6 separate regions of the Mus musculus genome follow, and regions 1, 2, 4, 5 and 6 are each linked to region 3. The links are chromatin contacts, called in public ChIA-PET, HiCAR-type, HiChIP or PLAC-seq and promoter capture Hi-C maps. All regions are on one chromosome and are shown on one strand. Each heading gives the region's core, a stretch centred on a gene start, on an enhancer-like site or on the middle of the called end of the contact. The rest is flanking DNA. Distances are from core to core; before and after follow the strand shown.

The links. Promoter capture Hi-C pulls out the DNA fragments that hold promoters and counts their contacts. ChIA-PET counts read pairs in DNA pulled down with a chosen protein or histone mark. HiCAR-type assays count read pairs that join an accessible place to other places. HiChIP or PLAC-seq counts read pairs in DNA pulled down with a chosen protein or histone mark.
Region 1: a promoter capture Hi-C map of frontonasal cranial neural crest shows a contact between it and region 3. The contact joins the enhancer-like site here to the promoter of Hk2 in region 3. A contact is called at or near these places in 11 of 39 promoter capture datasets (the 3T3-L1 cell line, the C10 cell line, the HPC-7 cell line and 7 more) and 6 of 115 datasets of contacts at active chromatin or transcription factors (astrocytes, embryonic forebrain, embryonic stem cells and 3 more).
Region 2: a contact with region 3 is called in a promoter capture Hi-C map of pre-B cells. The contact joins the promoter of Mrpl19 here to the promoter of Hk2 in region 3. A contact is called at or near these places in 14 of 39 promoter capture datasets (the 3T3-L1 cell line, the C10 cell line, the HPC-7 cell line and 8 more), 1 of 484 Hi-C or Micro-C datasets (B cells), 10 of 115 datasets of contacts at active chromatin or transcription factors (astrocytes, bone marrow-derived macrophages, cardiomyocytes and 6 more) and 2 of 9 other capture datasets (adipose tissue and embryonic stem cells).
Region 4: an H3K4me3 HiChIP or PLAC-seq map of embryonic stem cells shows a contact between it and region 3, with 3 times the contacts expected there. The contact joins the enhancer-like site here to the promoter of Hk2 in region 3. A contact is called at or near these places in 4 of 39 promoter capture datasets (the 3T3-L1 cell line, 3T3-L1-derived adipocytes and cranial neural crest) and 5 of 115 datasets of contacts at active chromatin or transcription factors (astrocytes, differentiating embryonic stem cells, embryonic forebrain and 2 more).
Region 5: a contact with region 3 is called in an RNA polymerase II ChIA-PET map of memory CD8 T cells, with 5 read pairs. The contact joins the promoter of Vax2os here to the promoter of Hk2 in region 3. A contact is called at or near these places in 1 of 39 promoter capture datasets (pre-B cells) and 1 of 115 datasets of contacts at active chromatin or transcription factors (memory CD8 T cells).
Region 6: a contact with region 3 is called in a HiCAR-type map of astrocytes, with 3 times the contacts expected there. The contact joins the promoter of Gcfc2 here to the promoter of Hk2 in region 3. A contact is called at or near these places in 1 of 484 Hi-C or Micro-C datasets (B cells) and 2 of 115 datasets of contacts at active chromatin or transcription factors (astrocytes and pro-B cells).

Annotation. Positions count from the first base shown.
Region 1 is chr6:81,984,821-81,989,881 of GRCm38.p6, reverse strand. The region is part of intron 1 of Gm20383 (predicted gene, 20383); the gene reads right to left. Among named protein-coding and RNA genes, the nearest start is that of Gm20383, 3.0 kb to the right of the region's middle. Within about 2 kb of position 2,016, at least 73 of the 459 cell types and tissues checked have an H3K27ac peak or open chromatin away from gene starts, as enhancers often do. A contact at or near this core is called in astrocytes and liver, where this site is marked.
Region 2 is chr6:81,962,534-81,967,646 of GRCm38.p6, reverse strand. It overlaps Mrpl19 (mitochondrial ribosomal protein L19), which reads left to right and starts at 1,698. Exons shown (of 5, transcript NM_026490.2): 1 at 1,698-1,940; 2 at 3,290-3,408; 3 at 3,579-3,713. The coding sequence starts at 1,720.
Region 3 is chr6:82,772,971-82,777,379 of GRCm38.p6, reverse strand. Hk2 (hexokinase 2) reads left to right here and starts at 2,926. Exons shown (of 18, transcript NM_013820.3): 1 at 2,926-3,462. The coding sequence starts at 3,400.
Region 4 is chr6:82,026,696-82,031,348 of GRCm38.p6, reverse strand. It overlaps Gm32378 (a long non-coding RNA gene), which reads left to right. Exons shown (of 3, transcript XR_377778.2): 2 at 3,469-3,613. Among named protein-coding and RNA genes, the nearest start is that of Gm32378, 4.7 kb to the left of the region's middle. Within about 2 kb of position 1,443, at least 60 of the 459 cell types and tissues checked have an H3K27ac peak or open chromatin away from gene starts, as enhancers often do.
Region 5 is chr6:83,709,054-83,713,829 of GRCm38.p6, reverse strand. Vax2os (ventral anterior homeobox 2, opposite strand) reads left to right here and starts at 1,629. Exons shown (of 6, transcript NR_002871.2): 1 at 1,629-1,727; 2 at 3,005-3,096. Vax2 (ventral anterior homeobox 2) reads right to left here and starts at 2,591. Exons shown (of 3, transcript NM_011912.4): 1 at 2,287-2,591. The coding sequence starts at 2,533. It overlaps Gm32943 (a long non-coding RNA gene), which reads left to right. Exons shown (of 4, transcript XR_003956456.1): 2 at 1-57; 3 at 582-770; 4 at 906-1,032.
Region 6 is chr6:81,921,206-81,926,142 of GRCm38.p6, reverse strand. It overlaps Gcfc2 (GC-rich sequence DNA binding factor 2), which reads right to left and starts at 2,474. Exons shown (of 17, transcript NM_177884.3): 1 at 2,205-2,474; 2 at 249-377. The coding sequence starts at 2,436.

The sequences.
Region 1 (5,061 bases), core at 767-3,266, 790 kb after region 3:
CCCCCCTCCCCGCTTACTATCACGGAGCTGGTCTTATGCTAGGCACTGGGGGGGGGGGGGGAGGGAGCTGACTCGGGGGGTGGGGGTGGGGTGGGGCAGTGGGGTGGGGGGCGTGGGGGAGGGAACAAATGTACTCTTACAGCTCTGCCCAGCCTATAGATCCCTGGCTCCCAACTGAAGGTTTACTACCTGAGTCCACTTTAGATTGGAGGAATTCTGCAGGCTCCCTTTGGCCTTCTTTGTTCTTTGTGGGTCTTACTGTTTTTTTATTATTCTTTTTTTTTTCTGAGAGAGAGAGAGAGAGAGAGGCATATACCTGTGTATGTATGCATGTATGTATGTATATATGTATTATGTGTATGCACATACTCACATAGAGCCTAGAGAATTAATGTTGCCTTCCTCCATTGTTTTCAATGAATCTAGTCTCTCACTGAACCTAGGGCTTGTGATGTGACTGACAGGCCATTGGGCAACCCTCATCTTCTCTCCCCATTCTCCTTCCTTCTGCACTCAAGCGCTGGGGCTGCAGAAACAAGTGGAAAACTCTGTCTTTTCCATGGAGGCTAGGGATTCAAACACTTTACCCACTGAGCCACCTCCCCAGCTCCTTATCATTAAGCTTATTTATGATGGAGTGAGTTCCGCAGTGACATGTTCATAGACACACACCTCTGTCCTCTGCTCTCCGCAGCCCACCCCATCCCCTTTCCCCTGTCTCCAGTTCCTTCCCTGCCTAGGAGATCACCCACTGCAAGGTTCAGGAATAGCACAAGGGAGGACAGAGGAGGGGTGGGGTGTCTGCCCGCTGTGTGTTTCTGGGAACGAAAGCACTGTCTATGGGCTGGGGACAGAGCTTACCTCAAGTGCTCAGAGCCCTAAATGGAGTATAATGGTTCAAGCTGATAATCCCAGCACTGTGAAGGGGAAAGAAGGATATTCAAGGTCATTGTAACTGTATATCAAAGAATACATAAGGCCCCCTTTCAAAAATATAAACAATAAGAAGACTAGGGAAATGGTCCAGTAGATATGTGCTTGCTACATGGGCATGAGGACTGGTACCCCAAATCCAACATAAAAAAAACTGGTGCCTCCAGAAGGAGAGACAAGGAGAGAGTGGGTCCCCTGGGAAAGACTGGCTAACCAGCCTAGCCCAAATCTGTGAGCTCTGGGTCCAGTGACAAGCCTCAGTAAGTAAGTGGAGACCAGCGGAGAGGGTACCTGTCCTCAACCTCGGCCTCCAGAACCAGAAGTCGTTCCATGAGGCAGGGTCCCACAGGCAGAGGGGCTGGGGGTGAAGGCTGGGTATTTGTGAGCCTGTGAATAGGTTGTGGGTGTGTGTTCATGTACATATGTATAGCCATGTGCATGTGTGAGTGTGCAGACACATGCGTGTGTGACTTTGCCTGTGTGCATACATGCGCTTGCAACCCTGGCAGAGGCTCATGGAGCAAAGACAAGAGGAGGACAAACAGGAAACCCACCCACTGCCATGCCAAAGAAGCTATGGGGTTCCTGCTGGCTTTGTTCCATCCACTGAGTCCCCATGGGGACTCTGTGACCCAATGATGCTCCTGGCTGACTCTCGGGCAAAGCTATCCTTTGTCTAAACTTGACACCTCACAGAGAATCCTGTATTCCAGCAAGATCTAGCCCAACTACTTCTCTTCACCCCCCATTTCTAATGTGCACACCAACCTCAAGGAGAGTCATGTAATCAAGGGAACAGAAATTGCCTGAGCCTTAAGGTCCTGAGCCCCAACTCCGCTAACGAGCTGTGCGGCTCTTAACTGTTCGAGTAACCTTCTCCTTCCTTGTCTATAAAGTAGCTTTAATACTGTCTATCAAATAAAGCAGTCATTGGGATTAGAAAGAGCCTTCCCCAAATACCCTCAGCCACTGTTCAGATGGCAACTGACACTATCCTAAATTGGAGCTGTGTGCCACCTCTGCTGCCTTTGGTTACTGGCTCCTCCTCCATGGGGCGGGTTGTGGCCTGGTTCTTGGCATGACAGCCAGGACTTTCTGTGACTTCCATTTAGGCCACAAAAACACTGGGTTCTCTGCTTGGCATCTCCAGGGAGCTTACCCTCAGCTTCGCAATGCTTTATAACTAATTGTCATGCTCCAACAAGCCTTTGGAATCCAAAGTCACTTACTTTATGGGGGTCAGATGGCTACATCAGTTTCAGGTCTGCTTTCAAGGTCAAGGCTACAGACTGTTCTGGATGTTAGGCATACGAGTTGCAGTTCCCTCTTAAACTCTCACCAAGCCAGGGTGATTTACAGGAAGGGTGCACACGAAAGATTTAAAATTTGTAGTCCCCTTGTCTGGGGAGAAATGTGCGGTGATCTTAGGCCTTGTCAGCCAGGTCTGCAGTGGAGGGGGGTGGAGGAGGAAAGAGACTCCCTGGAAGTCCCTCCAGGGAGTCCCCAGAAACTTTCTCAAAAGTTCATGTGCTACCAAGGGAGGTGATACCAGGATCCTTTTTGTTCTGAGCTAGAAACAAAGACTCACTGGGCAGCACAGGGCTCCTGGGACCAGCTGGCACCTGGGTGATGGTTGTGACTCAACTGAACGACAACCTCGTGAGCTCAAGTGGGGTCACTCCTGGACAAGGTTTCTGCTCAGGGAACAGTGGCTGTGCTTGCTTGCCCGCAGGGACAAAAGCCGCTTTGTGAAAGGCCCCGGGACTGTGAGGAGGCGCCACCGTGCGGTGGCTTGAGGAAGAGCGCCTCTTTTGGCTCTCAGGAAGGGGTGACTCAAGAAGCAGAAGTGTGTGTGTGTGTGTGTGTGTGTGTGTGTGTGTGTGTGTGTGTGTGTGTGAAGGCTCTTTGCTACTGTAATTGACAAAAACAAAAGGCTGTGTCCTCCTTTGCATTTCCAGTGGGAAAAAAAAACAATCCTTACTCCATCCAGCTCCAACCAGTTGCTTCCCCTTAAAAAGCAATGATGTAAACACAATCCAATTAGAATAAAGTAGTGACAAGCTTGAAGGTGTTCTGCGGGTGGGTGAATGACCCGAGTATGGAATGGAACGTAGAGGTCAGAAGTGACACATAGGTGTCACGTGGTGGTCAGAGGGCACTTTCAGGAGTCAGTTCTCTCTTTCTGTCACATGGGTCCTGGCATCCAACTCTTCAGTTAATCCCTGAGCCATCTCACCAGGCCTCTTGCTTCTTGTTCTCATTTCTCACCTTGATAGCCCTGTTAGAAGATACTTTTCCTGCCTCGGTCAAAAAAGAGGAAGTCAGTTGGCAAATGCTCTTTGGAAATGTAGTTTGTAAAGGAGAGAAGCCATGGGGCTTAGAAGGCGAACATGAATCTTGCCAGCAGCACTCAGTGCTAGGGACCAGGGTGGGAGGATCAAATCACAACATCACACATGGGCACCCTACGCCTGAGCCATGCCAATTGTGATCGTCCAGTACGTTGAGGACTCCAGAGAGCCGGATGGTCTAGCAGGATGCTGGGGGGAGCATCCGCACCTGCCTGCTGGGGAGTGGTAAGTGAAGACATTGTAAAAGAGGTGACACTGAAGCTGGAACTTGAAGGATGAGTCAGGGGTAAGGGCATAAAAGGGAAGGTAGGTAGGGTTGGGAAGACTGGGAGGACTGGCTGGCTGATGGGAGACTGGGCTGGAAGACAACGAACCTGGAGACAATGGCAAACAAATAACATAATTATTCATCACGTAATTCATCACACCCTTTGGTGTTTCCTTATTGCTTAATGGAGGCACCCTTAGTTCCTTGCAGGAATATGAGAGTCTGCTCTCCTCCGTTGGCCTCAGCTTAACCTCTAGCGTGCCTGAGACTCCATGCACCTAGCACCCCTACCCCTCCGTAAGCATATAGAGTGCACAGTCTCCCCTTTGGTGCTTCTGATGGTTTGTATATGCTTGGCCTACGGAGTGCACTGTTGGGAGGTGTGGCCTTGTGGGTGTGAGCTTTAATACCCTTGTCCTAGCTGCCTGAGAGCCAGTATGCTGCTAACAGCCTTCAGATGAAGATGCAGAACTCTCAGCTCCTGCACCATGCCTGCCTGGATGCTGCCATGTTCCTGCCTTGATGAAAATGGACTGAACCTCTGAACCTGTAAGCCAGCCCCAATTAAATGTCCTTATAAGAGTTGCCTTGGTCATGGTATCTGTTCATAGCCATAGAACCCTCTAACTAAGACAGAGCTTTTGCCTAAACCAAATCTCTCTGTGTGCCATAATTGGCAAGATTTAAGTTTGACACTACCTGATCTGCAAATGTCTCCAGTTCCACTGGATAGGTGACAAACCTCTCTGACTTCCTCCTAGATCTACTCACTCCACTCTTATGCTTGCCTTCTTGCATTTGTTCTCTAATTGGCAACGCCATTAGTTAGAGCATCATGGGTACCATCTGCATCTGCCAGAACTGTCCCCCGAGTGCCTCCAAACTACCTGATGCAAACCAGGCACTCAAAACACCCAAGAGGGAGGCAGAAGTGTGATTCCATTTGTGGCTTGCTTGTCTAGTGTGTACTAACCCCTTAATTCAATCCCAAGAGCCTGATAAGCGAGAAACAGCAGCAACACCAGCCTGTTGTCCCAGCTCCGGGAAGGTAGAAGGAGGAGGATCAGAAATCCAAGGTTTGGACAGATGAGATTGCTCAGTAGGTAAAGGCACTGGCTGCCAAGTCTGAAGACCAGAGTTCAATCTGCTAAACCCATATTGTGGAAGAAGAGACACCAACTCCCACAAGCTGTCCTTTATGTCCACACACAAAATGTGAAGCATGTGTGGCTGTGCACATACACATGCATGAACAGTTTTAAAGGTCAGGCATTGGTGGTACATACCATTATCCCCAGCATTCTGACAGCAGAGGCAGGCGGTTCTCTGTGAGTTCAAAGCCAGTCTAGTCTACAGATCAAGGTCCAAGCTAGTCGGGGCTGTATAGTAAGATCCCAACTCAAAAAAAATTTTTAAAAAAAGGAAGGAAGGAGATCATTTTCAAATCCATAGTGAGTTCAAGACCATCCCATGATAAATGAGGCCCAAACGTGGAAGACTGTAGCAAGG
Region 2 (5,113 bases), core at 449-2,948, 810 kb after region 3:
TGCTACAAGAGCTGTAAGTGTTCTTACACGGAGCTGTCTCCCAAGCCCCTCTCAACTCAAGAAGGTTTGAAATGGACCCCTTTTAGCTTGTATGCCTCCCAACTGCCCGAGGCAAACTCAGTTTTAGTTCTGGAAAAGGGAATGTTCTCAGTGAGCTCAAGGACTCCGTGGGGGCTATTTGTTAAGAGTGATGGCTTTTCTCTTTATGCTTTGTCCTAGTTAAGGTTTTGTTGATGAAATGAAATATCATGACCAAAGCAAGTTGAGGAAGAAAGGTTGCATTTGATTTACACTTCCATAACACTGGATCTCACTGATGGAAGTCAGAACAGAAACTCAAACAAGGAAGGAACATGGAGGCAGGAGCTGATGCAGAGGCTATGAAGGAATGCTGCTTACTGGCTTGCTCCTCATAGCTTGCTCAGCCTGCTTTCTTATAGAATCTAGAAACACCAGTCCAGGGATGGCACCACCCACAATGGGCTGGACCCTCCCCCATCAATCACTAACTTAAAAAAATGTCCTACAGGCCACCTACAGACCTATCTTATGGAGACATTTTCTCAGTTGGGGGTACTCTCCTCTCTGATGACTCTAACTTTTGACAAAACAGCTAGCATTTATTATTCTGTTTGGAGCCTGTGAGAGCCAGGTAGTGCTGGTTAGTAAGACAGAAGTTAAGCAAAAGAAGATACTCATTGCTCCCCACGGAATTCATAACAACGAACTAAATACCAATAATCAAACAAGAGGCAAACGAAAATTTCCTAAAAGAAGCAACGTTCTACAAGACTGATTAACTAATTAAAACGTGAGTGACTTGAAGCATTGTGGTGCTGCAGATCCAGAGCCCAACTATCTTGGCCCATTAGTCCCTCAAATGGTAATTTATTCCCAACTTACTTGTGAACCAACGGCCTTGTTATTATTAAGGGACTACATTCAGCAACCGCCTCACTTCCATCAACCTGAAGGCTAAGAAGGCCATCAGCGCAACTGAGGCATACAGCAGAGACATCTCCATTTTGATATAGCATTCCTAAATGGGTGTACCTGCCAATGTGTTTAAGGAATGGCTTTCTTGCTCTGATACTATGGAATGCCATGGAATTGTTACATGTAATTGGAACATGGATTTGTGGTGACCTAAATCTTGTGTTCTGAGCCCCTCATTAATACTTGACTCTAGAATAAACTATCTCTTTTGCCCTTTAGGTGACAGTTGTGTTTTTCATGTAGGCACAAGCAAATAAAAGGTGGAACTGAGGAGGCTGGAGAGGGTGGCTCTGCAGTTAGGAACACGTAATTTTTCAGAGGACCCATGTTCAATTTCCAGCATCCACATAGGGTCCCTTGCCACTGCCTGTAACTCCAGCTCCAGGGGATCATATGTCCTTCATGGGCACCTGCAATCACACTCACACACACACACACACACACACACACACACACACACACACTCCACGCACTTCATAGTCACTCACTAAATGCAAATGAGATCACAGTACTTAGTGAAATGTACAAACTTGCTAACCCTGTAGAGAAGTGTAACTTTGCAAATTATGGAGAAGAGGAAAATTATATACATTTACAGGTATAACTCCCTCAAACAAGCGGCGGTACACCGGGAAGCAAGTTTAGTCCCATAGGAGCCACCGTCCGGCCACACCCCATCGCACTGACTTCTGGGAGTTGTAGTCCTTCATTGAGGGTGTAGACATGGCGGCCTCCATGGCAGAAAGTTGTAGGGCGTCCCTGTACCTGGCCCGGAGCGTCCGAATGGCCAGGCCACGGCTTGCTGCCTTCGCATCTGATGCCTGCCGTGTCTGCACGGGCCCAAGCCGATTTCAGAGCACCGGGCCTTCAGAGCCCGGTGGGTTCAAGCCACCGCCGAAACCTGTCATCGTGGACCGGCGCCGAGTCCCGGAAGACGAGAGAAGGTGAGGCGGCCGAGGCCGCGTGGGAGTGCGCACACTTTGATACCCGCTTTATAGCTGGGCTGCACGAAATCGGGTTCCGGGTCTGCCCCTCTCTAGATCACGAAAGACGCAGGCTTGGACTCCCTTCCCTCAGTTTGTCCTAAAATCCACCACGGTGAGCCTTGGCCAACAGATTCTATCCAGGAGGAAGGGTTTGGGGAGGTCAGATCGGCTCAGGCACGTGGATCCAGCACACTCTTTTTCGTCTTACCTACATAAATGCATCTTCAGAAGCTTAACAGTATGGACCCGCAGGGTGGTTCGGTTGTGAAAGTTGCAACCTGTACACCCAAATCCATGCCTAGAACCCATAGAGAAAAGAGAGACCGTACTCCAAAGTTTGCCTTCAAATCCCCACATGAATGTTATGCTGGGCGCTCCAACCACAATACACAATAATTTGTGGGTGTGTATCAGGCTGGCCTTGAACTCAAAAAAGATCTGCCTGCTTTTGCCTCCTAAATGTTAGGATCAAAGGTGGGAATCCCTATGCTCGGTGGAAGATTTCTTTTAAAGTCAGTTTGCAGCTGGTGATTTGTATATATTTTCTCCATATTTATAGCTCAGTGGGAGACTTGTGCTCATTTGCAGACTGAGAGAAATGCAGCGTATTAACTGTGACAAAATTGTAACAAATAGTAATTATGTCAGCGGTTCATCACCTTTACGCTCCAGTTGTGCTTTGTTTTTTTTTTTTTTAAGTAAGATGACAATAAAACATCTAACTGGTCTCAGGATTAATTTATGCTACTATGGGTCAGCTTGCCTGTGTGGTGACAAACACCAGAGACAGCCAGCCTAAAGGGAACAAATTCGTTTGGCTCAGGGTTTGGACAGTTGTAGTTAATTTTGCTTGGTCCTGGCCCTGTCACTTGGGCCCTGCAGTGACACAGTATAGCGTGGCAGGAAGCATTAGCTAGGTAAAAGCAAAGGGAGAAACAGAAAGGGGCCGGGGTCTGTGCCTTGCCTTCAAGGTTAGATGCCCAGTGACATGTTTCCTGTACCGGACTGAAACTCTTTAAGGCTTTCTAAGCCCCAGTAGCTGCCCAGGATGACAGCTAAACAAACCCTTAGCACAAATGCCTTCTTGGACAATAAGGTCCAGACCTTGAGGGCTACTTGATGTATGATAACCATTTAAACACAATGCCTGGTGCGTTCTCAGGAGTGAGCATTAACAATGGTTTTGGAAACCATGGTTTTAGAAATAACATTGCAATCCATATTGAAAGAATAAAATACATCTACATTATACCCATTGTTTTTCTTATGCTGGCCTAAATCACCTTTCATTTTTAATTTTTTTATAGGTTCCTGAGTCCTGAATTCATCCCTCCCAGGGGGAGAACAAACCCTCTGAAATTTAAGATAGAAAGAAAAGATATGCTAGACAGGAGAAAGGTGCTTCCGATTCCAGAGTTCTATGTTGGTGAGTAACGGTGTCTGGCAGCAGGTGTTGGGCGCTAGTTTTCATTGCCTTCAGATTATTGTTCAGATGTCTGGGTTTTGCTGTTATTTATTTCTGACATACTAAGATATAAACCTTATTTGTTCATTCCTGCATCTGTGTCAGAGCTTGCTTCTCTTCTGACTCTGTAGGAAGCATACTTCGAGTCACCACAGCCGACCCCTATGCCAGTGGAAAAACCAGCCAGTTCCTGGGGATTTGCATCAAGCGATCAGGGAATGGGCTCGGGGCTACTTTCACCCTCAGGAACACGATTGAAGGACAAGGTATGTTTCTTCTTGAGCATCCAGAGAGTGAAACTGGGATTTCCCCAAGAGATAATGTGTGCTTTGCCTTGGATACAGATTAGTATTCACTGTTTAACGTGCATTGTTTAGTTTCTTTTGAGGGCTTCTTTTATTATAGGGCAACACCCATTAGGACTAGACTGGCCTGGGCATGGTGACATGTCTGCTATCCTAGCATAGGGATGTCCTGAGGCAGAAACTACATAGTGAGACCTTGCCTAAACAAACATGGTTATTTTCAAGTATGGAGACAGTGTATAAAGCAGTGAAGAGAGATTCCTTTTGTTTTTGCTAGTAGTGTTTTTAAAACGGGATGGTCCATATAGGCCATGGGTGGCCAGGAACTTGCTATATAGAGCTGACTGACTTCAAACTTGAAATATCCTCAAATCTCGGCCTCCTGAGGACAGGGATTAGAGGATTAGAGATGTGAGCTGTCACATTTAGCAGGATCACCCCTTTCTGAGCAAATACCCCGAAGTCCACTGGGACTCCTAAAATGAAGGTCTCTACTTTATGTTGTGACATGTTATAACCTGTTATGACAGGTTATGGTGTCAGAAGCAGTCACACATGCCATGACTGACACAGCAGAACAAATGGTAAAGTTCTAGAAAGGAGAATTGAAACGGCAAGTAAGAGTGTTTATTCTTCTGGGTGCACTTTGGGGTTCTGACCAGTGAGCTACCATGAGAGCAGGTCTTGAAGGTGAATCTTGGAGGGTCACATTCATAACGGCAGCTTGCTTACCACGTTACTGTTTGTGCCAGGAGGGCCTCTCCCTGGCATACTAGTGCAATCTTTGTTGTTATGATGAAACACTATGTCCAAAAGCAACTCGGAGGGTGAGAGTCTGCATGTCCGTTTATTGCTCTAAAAAGGGAAATCACCTGACACTCATTGCCTTTCTGTAGCCAGTGCAGTTCGAGTTTATTTCAGCTTACACATCTTCAGGTCAGTTTCAAGAGAGACAGAAACATGGCAGAGTGCTGCTTGCTGGTTCACTCGTGGGCTCTGTCAGCCACCTCGTCATCCAGCCTAGGACCACCTGCCCAGGGATGGTACCTCCCACAAGGGACTGGGCCCTTTATATCAATTGGCCCTACAGACATACCCACAGGCCAGTCCGGTCTACACAGTTCTCCAGCCGAGGCTTTCTCTTCCCAGGGTAATGTATGTTGAAGAGGTGGGGGTGATGTATTTATAGACGTCTTACACCACATCATTCAATTTCTCACTTTTCAATTCAAATGGGATTTAGTTTGTTTTGCTTTGATAATCTTGATCTTTTAAAAATGACATGTGTTTGCTCAGTTCCCACTTGCTAGCTTCTTTATACTGTACGGTAAAGTATTGCGGGAGTCTGGACTTAATGTGGT
Region 3 (4,409 bases), core at 1,677-4,176:
ACTCCCTGCTTCACGCTAGTCTCGCCCCTTTCTTTATCTTATCTGGGAGTTCCTGTCTCTTCTTCCCCTGGCCTGATCCTTTCCTCCCATTCATGTGGAAGGCAGCTTCTGTCCTACAGAAACACATCAGATGAGGATTCAGTCTCTGCTTTAAGCATCTCAGAGTCTGTATCAGACACCTCTGGTTTATCTGCATCAAGAGAGGAAAGCTGGGTTATGAAGCTGCTGCAACTGGGTTAAAGATCCTGGTGAGCTGTGAGGACAGACCAGTGGAAAGGACTTGAGAACTAATATAGAAAATGAAAGTCTCTCTTTGGTGTCCTATAATCATATGTGACATAAGAGTCATTGCTAAATCATCTACTAACTCACACAGTAAATGCCTACCATGTGATAGAGTGCCTCCACCTGAGGCTCTGCAAATAGAAGGGAACAATGTAGATGTAGACTCTTGTTCAGTCAGGTAGGACAGAAGGACGATAACCCTTAGAAAATGAGCCGGGTGTGGTGGCACATACCTTAGATCCCACCGCCTGGGTGTGGGGGCTGAGGCAGAAACATTTTTGTTTGTTTGTTTTTGTTGTTGTTTTGTTTTCAATTTTGTTTTTGTTTTTTTGTTTTTCCAAGACAGGGTCTCTCTGTGTAGCACTGGCTGTCCTGGAATTTGTTGACCATGCTTGCAGCCTTGAACTCACAAAGTGCTGTTGCCTGGCTCTAAAACAACTACTACTTCTTCTTCTTCTTCTTCTTCTTCTTCTTCTTCTTCTTCTTCTTCTTCTTCTTCTTCTTCTTCTTCTTCTTCTCCTTCTTCTTCCTTCTTCTCCTTCTCCTCCTCCTCTTCCTCCCCTCTTCCTCCTCCTCCTCCTTCTTCTTGACAGGGTTTCGTTGAGTATCTCTTCCAAGTCTACTTGCTTGGTAAACCAAGCTGGCCTGGAGCTCAAAGATATGCCTGCCTCTGCCTCCCAAGTGCTGTGATTAAAGGCATGTGCCACCATGTCCAGCCTTAAAAATTATTTCTAATAGTTACTCTTAGGAGTTTGGATTTTAGTTGAAGAAAAACAATGGTTTTAAGACACCACCACCCCAAGACAGTCTGGTATATATCTATCAACCAATCTAATCTTATCTCTTATCTATCTATCTATCTATCTATCTATCTATCTATCTATCTATCTATCTATCTATCTACCTACCTACCTACCTACCTAGCGTATCTATCAAGCTATCCAAGTTGGCTTTGAATTCCTGACTCTTCTGCCTCCACCTCTGAATCACTGGAACTACGAGTGTGTGCCACTACATGAAGCACTGGTTTGTATTTTAAACAAGTCTCTTTAGCTCCTGAGTGAACGAGGGATCACAGTGGTCAAGCTAGAGGTACCTAAAAACAGCAGCTAAGTGAAATTACACAGGCTCTGGTGGAGTCATCGGTGGCCTGGCTATGAGGGTCTGGCCTCTTTGATTTGCTAAGTTAGACTAACTGTTCACTGATGGTGTGAATAGATGTAAGAGCAGGGAGAAAACCATGGATGGTGACGTCATTTGTGGAGACAATTGGTAAAAGGGGGGGGGGTGACCCTGGGAAGTTCAGCCTAGTACATGTTAAGTGTGAGACACTAGTCACCTCCACAGGGATGACAAATGACAGCTGGTTAAGAAAGCCAGAATCCCTGGGGAAAGTCCTCGCTTGTAGATTAGGTTTGTGAGTTACCTGTGTGCGGATGGTGTAACTGCTGACGATGGCGCTAAGAGGGATCACCCAGAGAGGAAATAGATGAACCACATCATAGAAAGTGGAGCAGAGCCTTTTTAGGGCTGGGGTGTACCTCAGTGGGCAGGGTGCTTTTCTAGCACGCACAAAGTCCCATGTTAGATCCCCAGTAGTGGCACATGCCACTCCGGAGGTGGAGAGAGGGCTTGGGGAGTGAGATTATTTGGAAATGGTAGGCTTTATCTTCCTTCCATGTAACTTTCAAACTCCTGGCTTTCCATTCTCCACCAGCACCAACTTCATGTCATCTGAGGTGCTATTTCAATATTGATGGCGTCTACTCATAAATGTCAACTTAGAGTCTGGTGTCAGGCATGAGCTGAGGTCGAGGCGGGCTCTTCTCAGCATCTATAAACCATTTCACACCACTTGAGCCTAGGATCAAGCTGTTACAGGTGCCCTTTCTCCTCCCATCTATCAGTCCCAGCTACAAACAAAGTTTCTCTCCAGCCTTTGCTGGCTTCAAGAAAGGCTGGATAATATACCGGGGGTGGGGGAATTGCATTTCAGAGTAAGATGTGTTCCTGTCTTCATCTACCATTTGTTAGGGGTGTGACCTTGGGCAAAACTCACTAACAGCACAGTGCCTAGTTCCCCAATCTGTAAAACGGGGTTAGTAAAATCCATATGCTATATTGGTGTGATATTAAGAAGGGCTGACTTTTGTAATGGCTTAGCTTCAGGGATCCGCTGACTCGTTGAGCTACAATTAAGATGAGAATCACGGTGCTTCAGACTTGTCACAGGGCAGTGGCAGCCCCTCACATGATCCCCAGATACCAGATTATGGCGTGTGCTGCTACGATCACTTGTCTTTCCAGTCGCCCAACATCTCTTGGGTCCGCGATCACGCGCCCCCCACCCGAAGCTGAGCCTGACGCGGCGGTGGCTCATGCGCCCTGGAGTCCCGAGCTCTAGCCACGGAACACACGTCCCAACTCTGGCGCCCAGCTCCGCCCCTAGCCTCGGGCGCGTCTCTCCCGCCGCCTGCTTGGGTGCTGGAGCAGCCGCGCCCGCGGGCTCTAGGCGCTGATTGGCTGTGGACCGCGGGCGGACAGCCGAAGAGCGCACACACCCTCTTCCCGCAGCCAATGAGCACATCCACGTCACTGTCCGGGGCGGCCCAAAGAGCCGGCAGCCCCTCAATAAGCCACATTGTTGCACCAACTCCAGTGCTGGAGTCTCAGGACACCACAGGCTACCCGGAGTTGTTCTGCTTTGGAGATCCGAGGGCAGGAGCATCACGCCAGTGACTCTGATAGGTGCGATCGCCGGATTGGAACAGAACTGTCATTTTTTTCCGAAGTTGAGCCTTAGTGACCCAGTGAGTGAAGTTAGCGACGGGACGCTAAGCAGCTAGACCGGTCGGCAGGAGTGAGACTTAGGGTACCTTCTAGTAGTTGTGATTAAAAAAATTGAAAAAAAGAAAAAAAAAAACCCTGTTTCTGGAAACTTGAGGCCCTCAGCTGGTGAGCCATCGTGGTTAAGCTTCTTTGTGTGGCTCCTGGAGTCTTCGATCCCAGCCGGACACCCGGGCCTGGTTTCAAAGCGGTCGGACAGCGCTGCCTGCTCCATCGGTAGCGCTCGAGCCTCGGTTTCTCTATTTGGCCCCGACTCGCCGCAACAAGATGATCGCCTCGCATATGATCGCCTGCTTATTCACGGAGCTCAACCAAAACCAAGTGCAGAAGGTAAGTCGGCACGGGCGGGAGCTTCTGGCTCGCTTCGGACCAAGTTGCGTGCTCTCCCGGAATCTGGAGCACGCAGAGGACCTGCTTCCTCCTCCTTCGGGGCTGGAGACGTGGAACCAGTCTGGGTAGCTGGGAAAGTCCTGCGCGCGAGAAGCCACGTCTGCTAGGCACCCTCGTGGCCCGACCGCTCACCATCGATAGTCCCACCTACCCGGGACCTGCGCGCACCCTCCCCACCCTTAGAGCCCCTAATTTCTTGATGGGACGGCCGCCCTGCACGTAGTCTGAGACTGCTGCGCCCACGTGGGAGGAGCCCCCTTCTGCAGCCCCGAGTTCCGGCAGGAGCACGTGGGGAAGAATCCTGCTTAGGGGAGGAGGCGGGGTGGAAGCGTGTAGCAGCTGGGGCCCGGCCCTCTTGAATTTAAGGATGTGTTGAAGAGGCCTTCGGTTCCTCGTGGCGCTCCTTGGGGGTGGATCGGGGGTGGGGTGGGGGAGAGAGCCACCCAGGAAGGAGCGGGAAAGGGCGCAGAAAGACTAGCCTGCCGCGCCCCCTCCCCGGAACTGAACTGCCCGGAACTGAGGCTCGAAAGGGGCGCCCCCTCACAGCAGACCTTCCTGGGGACCGCCCCGCCTCGTCCCCGTGTCTGGCCGCCGAGTTGAGGGCGGATTTTGGATAGTATGTTCTGATTTGGAACTAAAAGTTACACGGAATGGACTCATCTTCCCACCCCACGATCCCCAGAGTTCTTTTTTTTCTTTTTTGTTTTTGTTTTGTTTTCTTGGTTTCTGAAAATGAACCTTTAGTCGCTCTGACCTTCCTGAGCCCACCTCACTCTGCCTTCCCGGCAAACTCCAGTTCTCTCGGCGCGCCATTTACATAAGAAAGCGCCTCCGGCCCTGCTTGGAGCCTCACTCTCCTCTTCGGGCTAGAGAGGTGGGGGTGGACC
Region 4 (4,653 bases), core at 194-2,693, 740 kb after region 3:
TATCAGGAGTATCAGAGGGGAGGAGTTAGCCACGTGGAGGTCTGGGACTGGCCCTGACATTGAGTTGTTTAAGGAATATTAAAATATAAGACTGTGTGTGGGTATCTTTCATTTGGGAAACCAGAATATTGAGGTAGATAGTGAGGAACTTGATCTGCCACCACCATGGGGTTATAAGAGGAGAGATTAATTGGCAACTATGGCCCATTTCAAAATTGCTGAGAGTAAATTTTAAATGTTTCCCCCCCCCACCCCCTCCCCCAAGGAATAAGCATTTGGATGTGTGTGTGTGTGTGTGTGTGTGTGTGTGTGTGTGTGTGTGTGTGTTTGTGTGTGTGTGTGTGTGTGTGTGTGTTGCATGTGTGCAGTTGTCCATAGAGACTGGAAGAAGGACTTTGTAGCCCTGAAGCTAGAGTTGCAAGCAGCTAAGCAGAGTGAGCTGCCTCATGTGGAGGCAGGGAAACTCTGGTCCTCCGGAAGAGCAGTAAGTGATCATAAATGCTGAGCCATCCACCTCTCCTGCCGCAGAACAAATATGTGAAGCCAGGTTTGATGGTTTATCCCAGCACTCTAGAATGCTGAGGCAGGAGGATAGCAGTGTGTCTCAGGCCTCCTCGGCCTCACCTTCCTCCTTCTTCCTGGAGAAGACAGACCTAAAGTGCTCAGAGCCCTCTGTAACCCAGGAACAGGACTGGCGTGCCCTGGGCGAGCTTATGTGAGCAGTTGACTTGAGCTGCTGATGCAGGGCGTTCTCAGAAGGCATATTAACCCACGCTCTCTCTCTCATGGATAATTCTAATCTTATCTATTCTTGCCCACCCAATGAGAAAAACGAAAGCCATGGTTGGGAGAGGGTGGGAGATCGAGATCGAAGCCACGGGTCATGAGTTGAGTGGCAGCTAAATCCAGCGAGAGGAAGCCAGGGCAAGTGTAATCCTTTTAGGAAAGCAAGCATTACTATAGGGGAGCAGGCTGCCAATGCAACTTTGTTCCAAGAATAAATAGCACATTTTGCCTCCGTGTTTGCTTTTCTCTCTTTGATCCCCTGGAGCCCCTGTGGAAATGTCTGGCCAGCGATTTTCCTGCCCTCAGAGGCTAGGGAGTAGAAGCCACAAGGGCTCGCTTGAGATTCCTTCAACCAGAGCCTAAGTGGGGCCTGCACTGGAGCCACCCAGGCTTGTGGAAGCCTGGAATCCAGATGTTTCCATAAGTTTAATCACCACAAATATGCCACAGTGTTTCCAAACACGTTGTCACGATGCCCAGAAGCCGTTTTAAAGAGAGTAATAACGGCCAGAGTCTATTTGACCAAAGTCACAGGGAGTCATGGGAGTTGGAAAATGAGAAACTGAAGGCAAATGCTCAAGCGGGATAATATTTAACTCTGGGTCCCAGGTGAAGCAGATGCCTGCACACAGCCAGGCTGACAAGCGAGGCCTCGGCCGGGGCAGTTCACGGTTCAAGGGCTTTAGAAACCACAGTCCCCAGCTATTCACACAGCTGCCCTTTCTGTTCCCAGGGAGCTTGGTTTCAAGGGAGTTAGAGGCAGGGCAGAGACAAAGAAAGCTGTGAGGACCTTAGTGTCAAGCCTCCCATTCAGTGCTGATCCGCCCCCTTACTCGTAGGTCTAACCCAGGCACTAGGTTCTGGCCTGGAGAGATGGTTCAGTGGTTAAGAACACTGGCTGATCTTTTAGGAGAGTATGGCTCCCAGCGTCCATATACATGGCTCCCAGCTGCCTCCAACTCCAGTTCTACAGACCCTGACATATAGTCACAGACACATAAGCAAGCAAAACACCCATACAAATAAAAAGGTTTTAAAAATTAGGCAAGGCACAGTGATAATTGCTTTAATCAGGGGCAGGGGCAGGGGCAGAGGAGGAAAAAAGATCTTTGAGTTCAAGATTAGCCTGATCTACAGATCTAATTTCCAGGACTACACAGGAAAACTTTGTCTCAAAAAAGGGGGGGGGGAGGTGAGAGGGCATAAATAAGTAAATAAACAAATAAGCCAGGCACAGTGCCTTGAATCCTAGCACCAAGGAGGCAAAGTCAGAGACAAAAACTGGCTGATCTCTACAAGTTCAAGGCCAACCTGGTCTATATAGTTATTTGCTAGCCAGCAAAGACTCCATAGTGAGACCCTGCCTCCAAAACAAAAACACCAAAAAAACCAAAACAACAAACAAACAAACAAACAAACAGCACCCTCAGCTTCTGGCTTCCTCATCTGTCAACTATGAACCCTAACACTTTACCTCACAGTAAGTTCTAGACTAGCATGTGAGATGACAGATGTAGTCTCATGCTGTCCTAGCTGTTCAATAACTGCCAATTCTCCTTCATTCACTGACTCTCACGGGATATCAGCCATATGAGAATATAATAAGCAAAGATTTATCAATATAATTATACAGATTATAACAGTGCAACGATTCATACTAGGCTCAGATAGAAAATTGAGTATAAACTTCACTCAAGGGAAAAAATGACATTCAAAATGAAGAGTCAGTCTCAGAAAGCACCAATGATGGGGACATGATGTTATAAAACCGTCCACCAGATACTTATCAACAGCCATGTTCCCACCCTCAGTTGTAGGGCTCTTAGGGGGTCAGGTGACTAAGAGAACCCTCCCTGGCCAGAGCTGGGACTACTGGGAAAGCTAACAAAGGAATCTGAGGGAAACCTGGCTATTGGTAGATGCCTGGAAGGGAAACTGAAACCTGGGGTGGACATCAGCAGTGGCCTCCCTGAGAGGCAGGTGTGTAGCTCTCTGTGTCACAGGAACCTAAGTGGCATCTTGCTCTGCTTCCTGGTGCTATAACTGAGTCCCACAAATCTTACAAAGATGAGTGCTGGAAGGAGGAAGGAGCTGAAGAAGGAGCACCCGAGCTGGGTTGTGTAAAGGTCACTCTCCTGGTGGCCTCATGCATTTCTTACTTTCCTGTTACTGTGAATCTCACACACTTGACAAACATGAATTAAGGAAGGAAAGGTTTACCTGGACTCACAGTTCCAGGGTACAGTTCGTCATCGGGGGAAAGGCACAGTGATGACTGAAGAATGCGCAGCTGGTCACATTACATCCACATCCATGTATGGGGGGAGGGAGCAGGGAGGGGACAGAGGGAGGGGACACAGGGAAGGGTGGCCATTAGTGCTCAGCCCTCTCCTTTTTACTCAGTCCAGGATCTGAGCCCATGAACTGGTACCATTCACAGTTAGGGTGTGTATTAGTCAGGGTTCTCTAAAGTAACAGAACTGATAGAATGAATAAATCTATCATCTATCTATCTATCTATCTATCTATCTATCAATCTAATACACTATATACTATACATAATATATTATTAATATTAAATATTTTATATCAATTATATTAATTAATAATATTACATAATGAAATAAAATATAAAATGAAATTTTTTTACAGGCTGTGGTATATGCAACTTTTTTTTTACAGGCTGCCTGCTGGTAGACAGAAAGTCTGAGAATCCAATAGTTGTTTGGTCCACAAGGCTGAATGTCTCAGCTGTGTCTTCAGTATACACTAGAATCCTGAAGAAGTAGACTCTGATGCCAGTGAAGGAATGGACTTGCTATCAAAGGTGAGAGCAAGCAAGCAAAGAGGGCAATTTTTTTCTTCCATGTCCTTTATATGGGCTGCCAGCAGGTATGGCCCAAATTAAAGATGGATCTTCCCCCTTCAAAGGATCTGCATTAAAGGGTATCTTCCCAGATCAAAGATGCAGACTAGAAGTGTGGTTTTCCACTTCAAGTGATTAAGCAAAAATCCCTCACAGTTGTGTCCAGCCTGTTTTTGGTTGTAGTCAATTCTAGAAGTAGTCAAGTTGGCGATCAAGAAGAGTTGTCACGGTGTACATCTTCCCACCTCAGTTAACTTAATCCAGAAAGTGTCTTGTAGATATGTCCAGATGTTTGCCTCCTATGTGAGTCCAGATCCTATCCACTTGACCATACCAACCATCACAGTGAAACACTAATCTATTAATCCATGAGTAAGTTAATTTGTTCACCAGGGAAGAACTCTCAGGACCTTATCTCTTTCCAAAGTTCACTCACTTTGATCTTTCTAGTTTAAGAATTTGAATATTGTTTCTAACCCAAATTGGGGAGCCATGTTCTAATCACAGCAGTGTGTACTGCATGCCATTCAAATGCATATCCTTCTCATAGGTGAGATGAATCCCATCTCAATGACTCCTAAGCATTAACTTCTTTCCAGCATCAGTGCTGCAGCCGCCTAAGTCCAGAGTCCCAGCAGACTGTAGTCAGATGTTGGTTGAGGCGCAAGCTGTCTGAAGATGCACCCTTTGTATCAAGATGGCAAAAAACAACCAGCACACTCACCACATGGCAGGTTGGCGTCAGTTGTTTTCAGGAGGGAGGTACCAGTGTCTTTAATTGACAACTGTTTTTCCTGACAGCATACCTTACAACAACAAAACAAAACACAATGGCAGAAGTTACAGTGCCTTTAACGATGTAGCCTTACCGGCACGTGCCACCCCCTCCATCTTACTGCATGGGTTACATGATAGCACCATTCATGGTTTTTTTGGGGGGTCCACAAAGTCATAAATACCAGTGGGAAACAGCCCTGGGGAGTCATGTTGGAGGCACCTAT
Region 5 (4,776 bases), core at 380-2,879, 940 kb before region 3:
CAGCACCCTGGATCCTCAGGCAGCTTCCTGAAGAGGAGGGAATCCTGGAGGCAGGAGGTGAGACAGCAGTTCCGCTCACCTCAGCCTCCAGCTGCCCTTGGCCTTTCCAGTGCTAAAAACCTCTCTCAACCAATGCCACACCCGGGCGTGGGAAGGAGGGTGAAAAGAAGTGGAGAGGGTGGGGTCATTTCTTATGCCCACATAAGCTCTCCTTTGCACCTTAGAAGAATTGAGGGGGCTACGTACTCAGAGGACCAGAGGACAAGGGTAAAATGTACTAAGGAGGGCTCTTAATTTTGGACAATGGGGGCTTGCCTTCCCCAGTGTTGGGTTGGCTTTTCTCATGGAAGCCTCTACCCTCAGCTGTGGTGGGGCTTCGAGCAGTGACTGACACGGGTGACCCTGCCTAGGAGGGATTAGCAGTAAATGACGTCCCCGGCATTTCAGGCCTGTAATGACAGCCTTGTCATTAAATGGGGGAGGGGCAGAGGGATTTACGTTTCTGCATTTGCTTTTTATTTCAGTCCAGTGGATAACTGTACTTGTATTTAATATTTCCATTATATTTTACAAATGTAAAGGAATTACCTTGTGTGGGTACATTATAAAAGTATACCCCTGAAGAGGTACCCGGCATGCGCGTCTCTACTTGACTTAAATGGCTCTATCCCAGAGGACAGAGGGCCACATTTTACTCCCACCTCTGCAAGTCTGCACCAGAGACAGTCCCACTGATGCCCACGAGCAAGATTTATTTGATCTACATAAAGGTTGGTAGAATGGAGGAAGATGGTGTTTGGGCGCATAACTCAGTCATCCTGACCAGGGGAGACGCCTATTCTTAATGCATAGCACTGGCAAGGTCCTTAGCCTAAGAGCTTAGGCTGTGTCTTCATTTCTGGAAGGCTTGCAGATTCCCTCAACGAAACTCAACTGGTGGTCGCTCCTTGTCCTTAGAACCCCTCAGATGACAAAAGGGAATTCATATTAACCCCAGGTAACCTACAAGTCCTCACACCTGCGGGGATTCCTGGTGGTGTAACTGTCTTACACCATCAAGCGGGTCCCTAGAATGGCAGTAGCCACCCAGCCTTCCAATGACCACACCTATTCCCAGGAGTGTTTCTTTATTCAGGGTCCCTGGCAGCGTCTTAATTTAAGAGAGCTTCCTGTACCTCCATGCCCTGCCCTAGCTGGCTCTCAGATCCCCAGGGCCACTCACATGGTGACAGTGGTGGTGGGGGTCAGGAAAGTTGTACTCCACCTGCTCTAAGATATTGACTTGGGTGACAGAAACCTAGGTTTCCCTCCGTAAAAGAAAGTTGGCTACAGGCCTCCTGAGGCCTGTGGGAGGCAGCTGGGGGAAGCCAAGTGAGTGAGTCCGAAACCCCAGGATGGCGGAAAAACAACAGGCCTCAGGCCTAGGATCCAGTTGACCGCAGGACCCGAGACTTCTTTCTCCAAGTGTCTACCTGGGAGAGGCCCAGACCCAGGATACTGGCATTGGAGGTTTGGATCTGGATGAGCGATGGCAGGAGAGTGCCGGGAAAGCAAGTTTGCTGCGGGGGTTGAAGGGGGATGGGTGAAGGGGCTCCGACTTCGGGTGAGGGCGGGTGGAGCCGAGGAAGAAAGCGTCGGCCAGGCCAGGCGGCCAGGCCAGGCGGAGGAGCGCCGGAGCCGGCGGTATCCAAGCGAGTGGGAAAACTGGAGCAGCGGAGCCGCGGCAGGTCAGGCTACCCTACCGCCCACCCAGCCATCTCTAAGCCTCAACCCACGCAAGGCTAGGTGCTGGGAAATAAGGCTGGGTTGAAGCGGGGACGCATCCGACTGCCTGCGTGGCCCAGCCTTCCTCAGCAGCTGCCCACTCGGGTCCCTCCCAATCCTGTCCCTACAGCGCGCGCGTGACTTTCTCCGCCCTTGCTCCGGGGACCCCGGCGCGGAGGCCCTGGCTCTCGGTGTCGGGCTTCTCCAACTGATTCGTGTCCTTACTACACCAACCAGCCCGGATGGGCCTAGAGAGAGAGAAAGAGAGAGAGAGAGAGAGAGAGAGAGAGAGAGAGAGAGAGCACCGGTCCAGCAGGACGAAACAAGGTCCAGCCCCCTGCTTTGTCCCCCGCGTTCAGCTCAGTGTCCCGCACACAATAGGCACTCGGAGTATTTACAGGATGAACTACCAAATGAATGAACCACTGTATGATCTGAGAGATGGACGTTGTAGGGATGTCGGAGGCCCCAGGAAAGGCAGCTTGGTGGCCCAGGGAATCAGAGCTGCGGCTGTCCCCTTACCTCGTACCAGGATGCGGCGGCAGTGGTCTGTCTCACCGAGCGCCTGCTGTCCGTCGCTGTCCCCTCCGCTCTCCCTGGAGCCCGCAGGGCTGGAGGCGGAGGTCCCAGCAATCTCCCTCGGACTCGCGCTACCTGTGTCAGCACGCAAATCTTCCGCTCCGCGGTGCTCTCCGTGACGCCCGCTGCGGCCACCAGGCTCCTCCCGGCGCTTGGGGCCGCGGTCCCGCTCCGCGCCCCCATCGCCCATGCCCGCCGCCACTGCTGCTTGGGCCACAGCAGCCGCTAGTCCTAGCTCAGGGTAGCAGGTCCCTCCCTGCCCCTCCCCACCCCTTCCTCCATCTGCCCCGCCCCCTACAGGCCCCGCCCCCGTCGGCGATTGGGCGCGAGCTGGGGTTCCAGGACTCTGGGTGGATCCAGTAGGCGCAGCGCAACGGGAGTTCGTTCAGGGGGAGGAAAAAAGGAGGAGGGAGTGAGGGGAAGAGAGACAAGGGGAGGGAAAGAGGAGAAGGAGGAGGGATAGGAGGAAAAGAGATATGTGGAGAAGGGGGAGGGGATGGTGTCTTCGCGCCTCCTCGCGTGGGGCGGTGTTTAGAGCCTGGCAATGGGAGACTGGACAGCCCCGTGGTACAGAAGACCGCCCCACACCCTCTCATAAACTTTATTACTCCCTACCCATTGGTCCCTCTCGCCCTCTTCCCTCTGTTCCCTATATCTCCAGGGAAATGCACCTAGCTTTCAGTCTGGCTCCGCTTGATGGAAAACTCAGAGCTCGAGGAGGCGACCCTGACTCGACCCGGCAGAAAAGAGGAGGTTTGCTGGGCTCCGGAACTTGGTGCGGTGGGGGCGACGGTAGAGAGTGGGGTGTAGGTCTGGGGTTCAGGGCACGCGTCCCCCAACCAAGGCACTCACACTCAGGCACACAGAACAGCCACTTATTGTGGGGATCCCGCGAGTTTCGCCAGACAAGCCCGGGAGGCGGATGCTGTCCCCAGCCAGGGTGAGGTGCGGAGCTGGACCGGCAGACCGCCAGGTTGTACTGCCAAGAGCAAACGCTGGGCTCTCCCGCAGCTCTGAGGTTGTCACTCCTGGGACTGACACCTAGAGAATGAGACTGAGCACGGGCTTTTTTTTTTTCTCGCGCTTCTGTCCTGGAGCAGCCCCTTGTTCAGTGCCTGCTCCAGACGGATCTCTGGACAGGAGCCTGTGTCCTCTTGGCTACACGTTCTGCAGAGTCCCGCTTCTGTTTAGACAGTGTCAGGAAGTGTGGGGAACAGTCTCATTGTATTTGACTCAGCTTTAAAAAGAGGTTTGGGGGAAAGATTGAGAAGGATGGTGTGTGTAACCGAGGGTCTATGGCTCCTTTAAAGGCCAGTATCCCGATCCTTCAGACTCTTCTTCCTTTCTTCCACTTGCAGATTTGGAATAAACTAGGTACTAGGGGTGAGCCAAATGCTTGGTGTGAGTCCAAGCCAAAGTACTTCAGGAGATCCCAAGATCTGGTAGCGGGTGTCTGTGACCACCAAGGGTAGGCTTGTGGGGTCTCTGTCTCTGAGGTTGAACAGGTGTTGGGTGTGGGGAGTCAGTCAGTGCCTTGGTCTGTGGTGTGTGTGTGTGTGTGTGTGTGTGTGTGTGTGAAAACGGTTGGAGATTTTGGGAGAGGTGGTAGATGTGACTTGGCGATTCTCACTGATTCTTGTAGTGCTGGAAAAGGAAAGAACAGCGGTAAGAGAGGATGCCTGCTGGGCCCTATTCGCAAAGAAAGGAGCGGGGGTGGGGGTGGGGTATGGCTTCCATGGTGTGTAATTGGCCGGCAGAGGGGACAGTGTGGACTGTCAGTGCCTGCTGGTTGTATGGAAGAGAGAAGAGGGAGGGAAGGAAGGAGAGAATGAGGACAGGATGGGAGAGAAGAAAAGAGGGAGCTGAGAAAGCACCAGCACTTTGCATAGTTAAGGAAACCAGAGAACTGGAACCCATCTGAGACCTAGGCAAAGTGGCCAGCCTTGTACTGGTCCCCTCCTAGCCTGCCCTCTGGAGGGCAGTAGGACTTCTCAGCAGCCCCCACAGCCCCCTCCCCCATTGACCACCTTACCTGAGCCATCTGCATTTATCTCATCTCTGGCTTTCTCAAAGTATGCCCTACATCTAGTATAGAAAAACAGAAGCGGAAGAAACTAGTGGAAGCTAGACCTCATACCCTCCACCCAAGCAGCCTCCCATGCCACCTACAAAGCTGTGTTTGTGCCGACAAAAGCAGAGTTGCGTCTTTTCACAATGTTTTCTCTGGTTGGTTTTTCCAATCAGGGTTTCTCTGTGTAGCCCTGGCTGTCCTGGAGCTCACTCTATAGACCAGGCTGGCCTCAAACTCAGAGATCTGTCTCTGCCGCCTAAGTTCTGGGAATAAAGGTATGTGCCACCACCAGCTTCTTTTCATGATGTTAAATCTTCACTTCACTGGTGGAGGAGGTCAATCAAGTCTTTTTCCAGGAGCCT
Region 6 (4,937 bases), core at 1,225-3,724, 850 kb after region 3:
TGATATAACTATCTGTTGCATACTTTTTACTGCTTTATCAACAATTAAAATGACTGGTGTATACTGTGCTGATGCGAGAGCTTTTTCATGCCATCCATCACAGGCTCAGGAGGCAGAGGGTGAGTCTGAGGCCAGTTTAGGCTACAGGATGAAACCCAGACCAGCCTGGGGTACAAAGTGAGACCTTGTGGCAAAAAAAGGAAGGAAGCTAGTTAAGTTAGTTATATAAAATTACAAAAATTACCAACCTATGGGTGAAACGTCTCTTTCTTCCAGAGAGCAAGAGCTATCAGAGGACGGACTCCGATCACCCTTACTTCCTGTCAAGGTATGTGTTCCTTCCTCTTCATCCGTTGAGAGCTCAGCTGTTCTGCATTCTAAGAGGATACCGATGGAAGCAAGAAAGAGTCAAAATATTTGAATCAATAACCAAAATAAACATGTTCATAAGATGTCCTCTTAATTCCAGACTACATGAAGCTCAAAAAGATTGGTGCAAATAAACATTTAAAGGAGAGTCTGAGAGGTGAATCAGAGGTCAAGAACACACACTGTCCTTGCAGAAGACATGAGTCTGGTTCCCAGCATCTGTGTCAGGCAATTCACAGCTACCTGAAACTCCAGCTCCTGGGGATCTGACACATCTGGTCTCTGTGGTCACTGTACTCACACATGGACATACACAAAAATGAAAATACATCTCTAAAACACAGAATAAAATATGGAAAAAAATAAAGCCACCGCTCACGTCTTAGCTACTGCTGTGAGAGACAACCTCTGCCTCCAACCAAGGCAAAGCACGGTCTCCAGTTATCCTTCACAGCCCTCGGGGTCTCGTGAGGTGATGTGTGCACTCAAAACCACTTTGATTGTAACAGACACACGTTACTTGTTCTTTTCTCTGGGTTGACATTGTAGTAAGGTACAAGTGTGGTGGGTAAAAGCGCTCGCCTCAGCACAAAGGCAGTGACATCAGCTCGTACACAGTCATTGTATTCTTCACCACACACCAAGAAAGGGAAAAGAAAGCCATTTTCATTCACGTTTGTTGATGAAGCAATGCAAATTATTAATTTTGTAAAACTTTGAGCCGAGTACCACTATCTTAAGGATAGTGGTAACAAAAGAAAAATAATCTATAGAAACCTGGGCTATTTGGGACCTCTATTTTTAAGAGTTACAAAGAGAGTTCAAAGGCCAAAGAAATTTGAGAACCACTGATCTAGGAGGGAAGAGAAGTACTTACTTAACTCAAGGTAAACAGATGACCGGCATACTTTGTTACAAATACAAAAAAGATCAATCAAACTTTAGATGAACCGGGCCCCTGACATTGACTAAGAAATCAGTAAGATCCCAAGCCTTGAAGTCATTATTTTAAGTGCTATACGCTGGGCACAGAAAGACAGATATGTTAAGCTCTCATTAATATGTAGAATCCAAACAATTTGAAGGAAATCACAGACACTGAATAGAATGGTGGTTAATATGAGCCAATGTGGGAATGTATGTTGGCAAAGGTTACAAAATTTTACAAGAATAAGTTTAGTGTATCTATTGTACAACACAGTGATCTTCCTACACTGTGTGTGTCTGCTGCCTGACAGGGTTAGGGGAGGAGTTCCAATGTCCCAGAGTTACAGACGGTCCTGAACCACCAAGTTGGTGCTAGACACTGAACTCGGGTCCTCTAAGAGTAACCAGTGCTCTTAACTGCTGACTGGCTTCGCCAGCCCTCAAATGACTTGGTATTTGATCACATGAATGGAACGGTCCTTAGTGTCACCAATCTCAGTCACAGCACCTCGTTTTACATTATTTTTAATCTACTTTTTGTTGTTGTTGCAGATGACTGATTTTAAAAATGACAACGTTCCAAACCCTGTCCTTATTCTTTTAGTCACTGTCTGGTGTTCTTAGAAAACTGTTAGACAAGCTCCCAAAGGCTCACACGACTTTCATCCACATTTAACAGCTAACAGCACGAGGAGTCGTTCAGGACCTCTCTGAGGATTTGGGTTCAGTGTGTGCACACCAATGGCTGTATGCTCTAGTCGGTGCGGGTCACCTGAGGATGCAAACTGCAAAGTGCCACCAAGATCTATGGGAGGCTTCGGGCAACCCCGGCATTGAGCAATGCGGGTGCAGACGGCCATAGAGGCCTCTGGATCTGAGCAACGGAGCCCTTTCCACCCCTCGGTCACCTGCTCCGCCGTCCCCGCGGGGAGCAGCTCCCGGGCTGCGGCGGGAACTCGCCCAGACCCGACCTCGGCCCCGGGCGCTGCGGGCCCCGCGCGGCCGCTCCGCTCCCTCTGTTCGGCCGCCGGCAGACGCCGGCTCCTCCGCACTCTGCTCCTTCGCGCCGTCGCTATCGCTATCGCTATCGCTGGACTCGACCTGGCGCCGCCTGAAAGTCCTCTGGGGCCTGAGAGCCATGTTCCAAGTAGGATTGGCGCGTCTCCTTAAGGCTAGGTGTCCGGCGCCTGCGCAGTCGCGCGTCTCGAGATGCGCATGCGTGTTTGTGAGAGCTCCGCCTGGTGCAGCAGGGTTCGGTACCCAATGGTCTGAATTGGCCGAGCTGAGCTGCCTTTTTAGTGGGACAGATAATAACTGGCCAAACATTCTCGCAGTTTATGTTCGAAGCCCGGGAGATTACCTGCACATCTCACCCAGAACAGACAGAAGTGGAGGGATAAACAATGAAATTAAGCATAAATGATAAGAGCATAAATGACCTGAGGCCTGTGGCTGAGATTTCTCCACTGCATTCTGTTCACTTAAGGTTTCCACAAATGTATTTAAAATGCTTTGGCTTATAACTCCATTCTCTCTCTCCTCTCTCTCTCTCTCTCTCTCTCTCTCTCTCTCTCTCTCATATGCTCTCTCTCTCTCCTTTCTTCTTTCAAACTAACACTTCCCACATTGACCATGGAATTCGCAAAGGCAGAAATCTGTTTATAGGCCATGGGCACATATTTGGCTCCAAAATTGTATTCCCTTTGGGGTAAGAACTACGTTGGGTCCCAGGCAATCTAGAGAGAGTGAAACCTTGGTCTCTCAGAGCTGTGATGAGAGTTTGCAGTTGCTTCCATAAGCATCAGGTTCCATGCCTGCAACCTTTGGGCTCCAGGCTTTAACACCTGCAGCACACCTCACCCCGTCTCCAGCGTACTATTCCTTTATTGTTTCCTTATTTGTTGGTTGGTTTTCAAGAAGACTTCAGTTACCATCAAAACATTTCATGTGACTACATAAAGTTGGGTGCATACAGCTACCAAATACTGTTGTTGGGACTAGAATCAGAAACATTTAACACAGGCTCGTGGCATTGAAAACCTGGTCCCCAGATTGTGGCACTGTGGGACAGTTGTAGAACCTTTGGGACTATGGGTTAATTCGCAAAAATGGCTCTCCAGAGGCAGGCCTTGCAGGTGATGGATACATCTCCCTCTGGCCAGAGCTCTCAGCTTCCTGGTTGGCCAAGGTGTGGAGTTACTGATTGACAATGTTCGGCCACTGCTGACCAAGCCATTGGCCTTGCCAATCCGACCATGATGGAGGGAGGGTGCCGACAGAACTGTGAGTCAAGTAAACCCCTCCTCACTTAAGATGCTTCTGCCAGGTTCTTTGTCATGGTGACATGAGAAAAATAACCAAGATAGTTTTCTTTTCACCCTATTTAGTTTAATTCTTTTTACATATATTTAGTGTGTGTATGTGTGTGTGTGTGTGTGTGTGTGAGAGAGAGAGAGAGAGAGAGAGAGAGAGAGAGAGAGAGAGAGAGAGAAAGAATATGGCTAAGATAAGAAGACAGCTATTTGGAATCAGCTCTTTCCTTCCACTGTGTAAGCTGGTCACTAGGCCAAACAAGTATCTTTACCAGCCAAGCTATCTTACCAACCCTTTTATTTATTGATTTATTTATTTAATTCTATTTTTTTAACCTACTTATAAATTTACATTATTTGCTCACAATTGTTATACCCATAAGACTATAACAAGTATAGCTGAGTGTTTTCCTTCCAAAGTCATACATACTATGCATGCCTATTTTAATTTGGAAATATTATTTATTCTGTAATATTTGTATATATTTCTCCAACAAAGCTCCTTTAAAATTAATATTAAATATTAAAATATATATATTGAGACAGGGTTTCTCTATATAGCCCTGGCTGTCCTGGAACTCACTCTGTAGACCAGGCTGGCCTTGAACTCAGAAATCTGCCTGCCTCTTAAGTATATATTTTTTAAAGAACTAAAATTGTTATACCAAAATTTAGATTGTTTGGATTTTGATCCTTTGTGATCTTAGACTTGAGAGGCCTTATCTTTGGAGATTTTCTACATTAAACTTAGGCATTCAAGAGTGTGTCAGTCGGACTTCTGTTGCTGTTACAAACCTTGTGAATGAGGAAGTTTCATTGCTATTATTGGCTGCCTAGACAGACAAAGAGATCAGAATTCCTCTCTGAATGGCTGGGAAATGATTCAAGTTAGATGGGAAAGGAGAATGGGATTAACATTTTTCTCCTCTTCTATCTTTTCTTTCCTTTCTATCTTCTTTGTTTGGGGGGAGTATCAATTAGCCCAGGCTGTTCTTAAACTTGCTATGCAAACAAGGCTGACCTTGAACTCGTGAATGTTTGTCTTACAGGCCTATGCCATCACACCCAACTTCTTCCTGTCTGTGTTGAGGTAAGGACAGCATCTGAGCAGGGCTTGGCACTGGCTGCTAATACCTCAGGAGAGGTGTCACCTCCAACTAGGATGGATTTGCTTTAAGATAGGGTCTAATTATGTAGCCCAGGCTTGCCTCCAAGTCATGGTACTGTTCCTACTTCAGTTTCTCAAGTGCCAGGACTACAGGTGTGAGCCTGCATACCCACCAAGCTCAAGTTGTTTAACTGCCCTGAGCTCCAGCGACATCAGAGGAA